Regions from separate parts of the Zea mays genome. Here region 2 is linked to region 1. A link is a contact called in public Hi-C data. All regions are on one chromosome and are shown on one strand. Each heading gives the region's core, a stretch centred on a gene start, on an enhancer-like site or on the middle of the called end of the contact. The rest is flanking DNA. Distances are from core to core; before and after follow the strand shown. Region 1 holds the start of LOC542530 (light harvesting chlorophyll a/b binding protein 3). Region 2 holds the start of LOC101027201 (GBF-interacting protein 1).

Region 1 (3,917 bases), core at 708-3,207:
CGACAAGCTCCGGCGCAGCTGCCGCTTGGACGCGGTGCAGAGCGGCTGCTCCGCGTTATCCATCGTCAAGCAGGGGGACCTCATGGTCGTCGCCAACGTCGGCGACTTTCGGGTTGTTCTGGGCACTGCATTCGACGACGACGCCATCACGTTGTCCAGCTCATCGTTCACCTGAAGCCCAACCAGCCACGTAAGTCGCTACTGACTAGGCATGAATTCTTGTGCACTGAGACGATAGCCGTTGCTGACGTTGTATGAGTATCCTCGAACACGATGCATGTAGAGTAGTAGCGCATCCGGTAGTGCAACGACCAGGGGTACTACCTTGCTGATGAGCCCGGGGTGCACTTCGTTTTACAGCCCAGCCAAGAGTCATCAGTACTCGGTATGTCGCGCGCGTTCGACGATTACTATATCGAGGACTATGGCGTCATCTTGGCGCCAGAGGTGACGCAGGGGAGGACCGACAAAAATGACCAGTTCGTCATCCTCGCCACCGTTGGGGTAGCTTTTGTGTCGACTTGCCTTTAATTCTCTTCGCAAACACACACTTGCATTTTTGTTTAAGCAAAAGTGTATGGTGGTACGTGTCTGATGACTAACGATGTACGAGAAAATTTCTTCCGGTATGTGTGGAACGTGCTCTCCAATAATGAGACCATACAAATCGTAACATATATCGAAGTCTGCATGATACTGATGGTTGCAATGTAGTGGTGAAACAGATAGACTATAAATAACAAAATTTATGTATGACCAGAATCATAAATTGGTTATGAAACATTTTCTCATAACGATATAACATACATTTTGTATATAAGTTATCGTAGTATACTGGTATTATATATTCCTGTTGCAACGCACGGGCATTCAGCTAGTAATTTTAGAAGTTTTTGGAGATGCTGTGTAAGTTGATTCATATTGGACCAAGAGACTGCCCAAGACAGTGAACACAACAATTCTTCCTTGCCGATTGAACCCTGGTACGGTAAGTAATTTACATCATGGTACAAACTGGAACCAGTGCGCGCTCACGTGCATCCGAACACCTAGATATCCGCAGCGGTGGCCGGTGGGCGGTGGCGCCTCCACCCCCTCACTTGCCGGGCACAAAGTTGGTGGCATAGGCCCATGCGTTGTTGTTGACGGGGTCGGCGAGGTGGTCGGCGAGGTTCTCGAGCGGGCCCTTGCCGGTGACGATGGCCTGGACGAAGAACCCGAACATGGAGAACATGGCGAGGCGGCCGTTCTTGAGCTCCTTCACCTTGAGCTCCGCGAAGGCCTCAGGGTCGTCGGCGAGGCCGAGCGGGTCGAAGCTGCCGCCGGGGTAGAGCGGGTCGACGACCTCTCCGAGCGGGCCGCCGGCGACGCGGTACCCCTCGATGGCGCCCATGAGCACGACCTGGCAGGCCCAGATGGCGAGGATGCTCTGCGCGTGGATCAGGCTCGGGTTGCCGAGGTAGTCCAGCCCACCCTCGCTGAAGATCTGCGACCCGGCCTTGAACCACACGGCCTCGCCGAACTTGACGCCGTTGCGGGCGAGCAGCTCCGGGAACACGCAGCCCAACGCGCCCAGCATGGCCCAGCGGGAGTGGATGACCTCCAGCTCCCGGTTCTTGGCGAACGTCTCCGGGTCCGCCGACAGCCCCGCGGTGTCCCAGCCGTAGTCGCCCGGGAACTCGCCCGTCAGGTAGCTCGGGGGCGCGCCGGACAGCGGGCCCAGGTAGAGCACGCGGTCGGGGCCGTACCACGGGCTGCCGGAGCTCGCCGCCGGCTTTGCCTTCGCCGCCGTCTTGCGCATCGTCACGCGGGCCTCGCCGAAGAGAGACGACGGCACGTTCACTGCCTTGCCGGCGAAGGCTGTGGAGGAGAGGGCCATGGTGCTGCTCGCCATTGCGCTGCTTCTGCTTGCACTGGTTTTATGTGATGGCGAGGAGTGTGAAGACTTGAGATGCTGTGGAGACGAGGAGACGACGGAGGTATTTAAAGAGCAGAGCAGATGGAGGGAAACACCGCCGCGACGCGAAGCGTTGTTGCAGAAAAGATCTGTTGCTCGGATGCCATTGGTGCGTCCGGGATGCCGGAACACTTGGCGCCACCGGAGCCTCACGCAGATGAGGTAGCTCTGGCTGAGGCTAGGAATCTCCGCGGAGAAGGCTGATTGGGCGCCCGGGATTTTGCGTTGGTTATGGATTTTTCTTCAGACAGCCTCTCTCTTTTTTAGCTCTCTCTAAGAGCAGACCTATAAAAATATCTTATAATTTAAAAATAAATATATTTTATAGAATTTAGTGCACTCATAAAACATCATATTCTAACAGTAAATCAAATTTATATTATAAGACAGCTCAGTACCGTTTAGTATATTTGAGTCACTTGAGCGAGATGGTGTATAATTTTTTGACCAAATTTTTTTTATGAAATGAGACTCGATTGAATTATTTTTTCCTACGTAGAGCCACATATTTTAATTTAAAACATTAAGATTTTCACTTGAAGCAACGGCAAGAAAGCAAATTGTATTTTTGGTGAAAGAGATTGTCTTAGCGACAGACTGATAGTGAAACAAGCTTGCTGGCGGTTTTAACGACCTCTTTCTGTGAAACTGATAATCGACTTTTTAACGTGTTGCTGTTTACAACCACTATAAATTTGTAACTTTTCAGTTGTCCTGACAGACCGTAAAAAAAAGGCCACAGCATGCCGCCCTTGCCATTTCTCATCGGCAGCTTTCGATCAATCCTAGCCTCGTGACCAGTCGCGGATAAGGACACAATTGCATATTTGCAACCAGGGCCGGCGCCAAGGGTGTGCAGGATATGCGACTGCTCAGAGCCTCAAGGTTCGTAGGGCTCCCATTTATCTATCTTATATCAAATGCATATAAGTTATAGATAAATCTATATTTTCATTCTTTTGTTGCGTCTCTTTATTTTCTAGCAATCATCTCTTTGAGGTCGCGCAACCGTCTGCTTGATGACAAATACTTTGGCCTGTTTGGTTTACTACCTAACTTGCCATACTTTGCCTAACTTTTCTGCATAAGGTTAGTTCTTCAATTCGGACGACTAACCTTAGGCAAAGTGTGGCATAATTAGCCGTGAACCAAACAGGCCCTAAAATTGACGTGGGAAGGACGAAAGGTGTTGTACACCTGTGCCTATCGCGTTGCTTAATTCTAGCCTACCGAAGGGTCGACCCTAATAACCTACATTGATTAATCCTAGTTTAGTTTGCTGAACTTTATTTTCAGAAAATTTGATCTAATGTATTTAGATTTGGTTTACTGTGTATTTTAAGGTTTAGGCTAGTTTGACAAATTAAAAGTAAAAATACTCTCTCAAAAGTCAAAACAAATGTATATTACATAATTTATATAATTTTACGACTCATAAAATACTGTAACAATATTTCCAGTCATATCATTTTGAATAAAATTATGTAAATCATCAATTTTTTATTTTTCATATATTATTTAAAAGTTGAAAAAATAACAGACTCAAATTTTCGTATAGGACCTCTATATAAATTTTCTCTTAGGGCCCCCGAAATGTCAAGACCGGGCCTGTTTGCAACATAGCATAAGACATGCCAAACTCCAAGTATAAGGCCAGTGCCTTACTATATTCATTACACCAATAAGAACATTCAATAAATTAAATTAATCAATTAGCTATTTCTCCGTCTCGAGCATAGAGCCAAGACACAATGACTTCGTTAAGAGACGTATCTATTTTTTTTACATTTACTCCTTAAACACATCCAAAGACACATATTGTACATGTCCTAATGTTATCTTAAACAATTGTTTCGTAAAAACAGGACTAAATCGTCTAATTGATTAAGCTGCAATTTGGCGTATTCTCTTCCTTTTCTAATCTAGTTTTATGTATTTTGTGCTTGACTAGACAATTCTA
Region 2 (3,438 bases), core at 213-2,712, 150 kb after region 1:
AGCAGCGAAGGATGGTGTAGTCGGAGGAAAGCATGCAAGTTCAAGAGGAGGAGCGCAACACAACACAACACATATTTGGGCCTGGATGGGATGTGTAATGCCCTGCTGACCTGACCTGTAATATCATAGTTAAAGCATACTACACTGAACAGAGAATACACATCGAACAAGAGAACACTAATCCAATTCTGCGTCTATCTACTCCATTTGCTTCTACTTCCCCTTCCCCATGACATCAGCGACGACCGATCAATCCCCTACCTGACGACGTCGCTAACAAGTATGCGTCGTACCATCCGAGCTTGTTTGAGAGATAAGGGAATGAAGAGGATTAAAGCATCTCCAAGTGTCTTTCTAAATACCACTCTTTAAATTATCATTTGGAGGGTCATTTGCATAAAAAACGCTTTCTAAATATTTTTAATATCCAACAACATTTGCATATCTCATTTGGACTCTAGAGAGTCATTCACGTTTTACTATATTTGGCTAGCGAGAAGCCCGAAATAGAAGATGTTTATATTTGGATAGCCATTTAGATAAGCTGCTGGAGGATATTTTTTTAACAAAAATCTATATTTATATAGATTAGGAAGAATATAGATAGCCTTTTGGAGTTGCTCTTAAAGAGCTTAAAATCTCCTTCGTATTTAAAATTGAATAACAATATAATTTTAACTTCTCTAATCTGCTCCAGTTCCCTTGCTTCCAAACACAACTCCATCCAGAGGCAGGGAAACAGTTAGGACGTGTTTGGCAACAATGTTTTTCAATGGTATTTTTAGAGCTGCCAAAACTATGTATTATCATAACAATTGTAAATCATAGTATTGTAAAACTATGATTTTAAGAAATTATTATTCGGATACAATATTGTAAACCATGATATTAGACAAAAAGCTAGCCATGCCATAAAAACTTTAGGTTTAAATGGAATTTTCAATACTCTAAAAATACTATGTTATCTAGAATACCACGGTTTCGAAAACACCGTTTTCTGAAACAGTTCGTGCCATAAAATACGGCGGTATAATCTAAAAACATGATATTGTATAGGAAATATAAAAATACTAATCTCAAACATGAGTACATGACCTTAGAGCATCTCCAACAACGTGACCTATAAAAATGCCCTATAATTTGAAAATAAGTATATTTTATAGAATTTAGGGCACCAACAAAACACCCCGCTCCAACAGTAAAGCCCTAAATCTAGATTATAGAGCAGCCCACTACGGTGTAGTATATTTGAGTCACTTGAGAGGGTGCCCTATAGTTTTTTGATAAAAATTTATAAAATAAGGCACTGTTGGGGTAGTTTTTCCTGTGTAGAGCCTAATATTTCAATTTAAGGCACTAGTTTGAGGCATTGTTGGAAATGCTATTATGTTGCGTGAATACACCCTGCATCCTTTCGTCAAGCTATATAAATTTGGCCGCAGGGAATGAGGGAGGGCCGGAGGGGGAAGGGTTTTGGAATTAGGCCGCCGGACGCCGTTGCGTGGGAGAGAGCAAAGTGAACCAGGCCGAAACCGAAGCTACCGCCACGACCACCACCCGCGCCCACTGCAGCAACGCCGGACCCTCGTCTCCCTGTCCCCGACTACCAGGAGGAGATCCCGGCGGCGAGGATGAGCGGCGGCGGTGCCGGAGGGAAGGGGGCGGCGGCGCCCGTCCCGGCCGGGTCGAGGAAACTGGTGCAGTGTCTCAAGGAGATCGTGAACCGACCCGAGGCGGAGATCTACTCCGCACTGCGCGAGTGCGGCATGGACCCCGACGAGGCGGTCAGCCGCCTCCTCTCCCAAGGTCCGTGGCACGGCTTGCGCTGTCCTCTCCTCAGTCCATCAGTCCCACGATTCCTTGCCTGTTTAGCTGTTCGTTGTAGGGCGCGTTGCTACGGTTTAGACGGGTCCTAGACCAGCAGGCTCTCGTCGATCTGGGCGATTCGTCGACGTGAAGGTTGTAGTCTGAGCGCGCTGCCCGATTAGTGAGAATCGGATGCACCAGTATTGTTTCTCCCCCCTTTAACCCTCGAGTTCATACTTGGTTTAGTTATCTTTCAAGTCACTATATCAGATAGTAGTGTTAGATGTTGGAGTCTGTAGTAGTATTAGATGTAGGGAACGTATCTGGTGCTCAAAGGGGTACGGTGCTCATGTGCATATTTTAAATCTGGTGCATCCATTTCGCACCTAACAGCAGCACCAGTTTTGTGAAGAACCCCTTCCACCTTCCTCTCTCCTGGTGTGAGGGGTTCTTCGTAAAATTGCTGGTGTCGTTGAATACAAGATGGATGCACCAGATTTAAAATGTGCACATGAGCACCGTACCCCTTTGAGCACCAGATACGTTCCCTTAGATGTAGGAGCTGTGACTGCTGTCACAGTTGTCCACTATCCATTTAGGGTTTCTATTTCAGATTTCCTGGAAATGCTATTAGTGGTAAGGACTAAGGAGTTCCCTGTCGGTTCCTCTGTTTGTGTTGTGGTGCCAGCCAATCATTTCAAGAACACTCAGACTTTTTTGTGGTTGTCGCTTCCTAGAGGATTTACTTTTCTCTAGTGGGATGTGATGATAGCATGGACAATGTTTGGACACTTGAAGCTTGGGAGAAAGTAAGGATGCAACGATAGCATGGACAATGTTTGGACACTTGAAGCTTGGTAGAAAGTAAGACAAGTTGCTGTATTAAGCTGAGACTTTTAGTGTTTCAATGCAGGAGGCAAACAGAAATTGGTTTAAGTGGATTGATTTGTGTTTTGTACTAGTTAGGACTTAGGAACTGGATTTGGAAAGGATGGTGGCGGTAGGTTTAGATAGTTTGTTGGGACAAAAAAGCTGTGGTACTCTTAGCTACCAGGTTTGAAAAGAGTGGAGCCTTTAGACTGGGATATGATGTTTGAACTCCTGCTCTTCTATATTCAGTCTCATGTCCGCTAGTCATAAAATTTAGAGGAAGGTGTTTATGTACTAGGTGGATGAAGATGCTAATCAAAGCAATGTGGTTGAAGTGGCATCAAACAACTGATGTTCTATGTGACAAGAGCGTACCACAGAAGCTAAAAGGCAAGTTTTATAGGACGACGATTATATGTGCTCAAAGTTTTGCTAGGCGCTAGGCGGAATCTAGGCGATGACCCTTAGCCTAGAGACTAGTCCAGCCTAGGCTTGCCTAGGCGATGCTAGGCGTTTTTCTAGGCGTTTTGCCAACTTATATAATATATACATATATACATTTATAGATAAAAAATAGGGAAGGATCAGTAGACATACCTTTTGTCCTTGCAGATCTGCTGATCACTGAATCCTCAAGCACTGCTGCAATAGAAGTGGACAACACTTTTAGATGCAATTGGGCATCAATACAAGTGATAAAAAAATAGGAAATAGCAAGTTAGGTACTTATCTGAGGTCTGACCCTTCTCCCATCCATTAAGT

Evidence for each region. Hi-C and Micro-C count contacts between places; a contact is called where the count stands out from the background.
Region 2: a Hi-C map of ear shows a contact between it and region 1, with 2.6 times the contacts expected there. The contact joins the promoter of LOC101027201 here to the promoter of LOC542530 in region 1. A contact is called at or near these places in 3 of 25 Hi-C or Micro-C datasets (ear, leaf and tassel).

Annotation. Positions count from the first base shown.
Region 1 is chr8:72,077,547-72,081,463 of Zm-B73-REFERENCE-NAM-5.0, forward strand. LOC542530 (light harvesting chlorophyll a/b binding protein 3) reads right to left here and starts at 1,958. Exons shown (of 1, transcript NM_001112075.2): 1 at 948-1,958. The coding sequence starts at 1,894. The coding sequence ends at 1,097.
Region 2 is chr8:72,226,206-72,229,643 of Zm-B73-REFERENCE-NAM-5.0, forward strand. It overlaps LOC101027201 (GBF-interacting protein 1), which reads left to right and starts at 1,463. Exons shown (of 10, transcript NM_001279811.2): 1 at 1,463-1,806. The coding sequence starts at 1,632.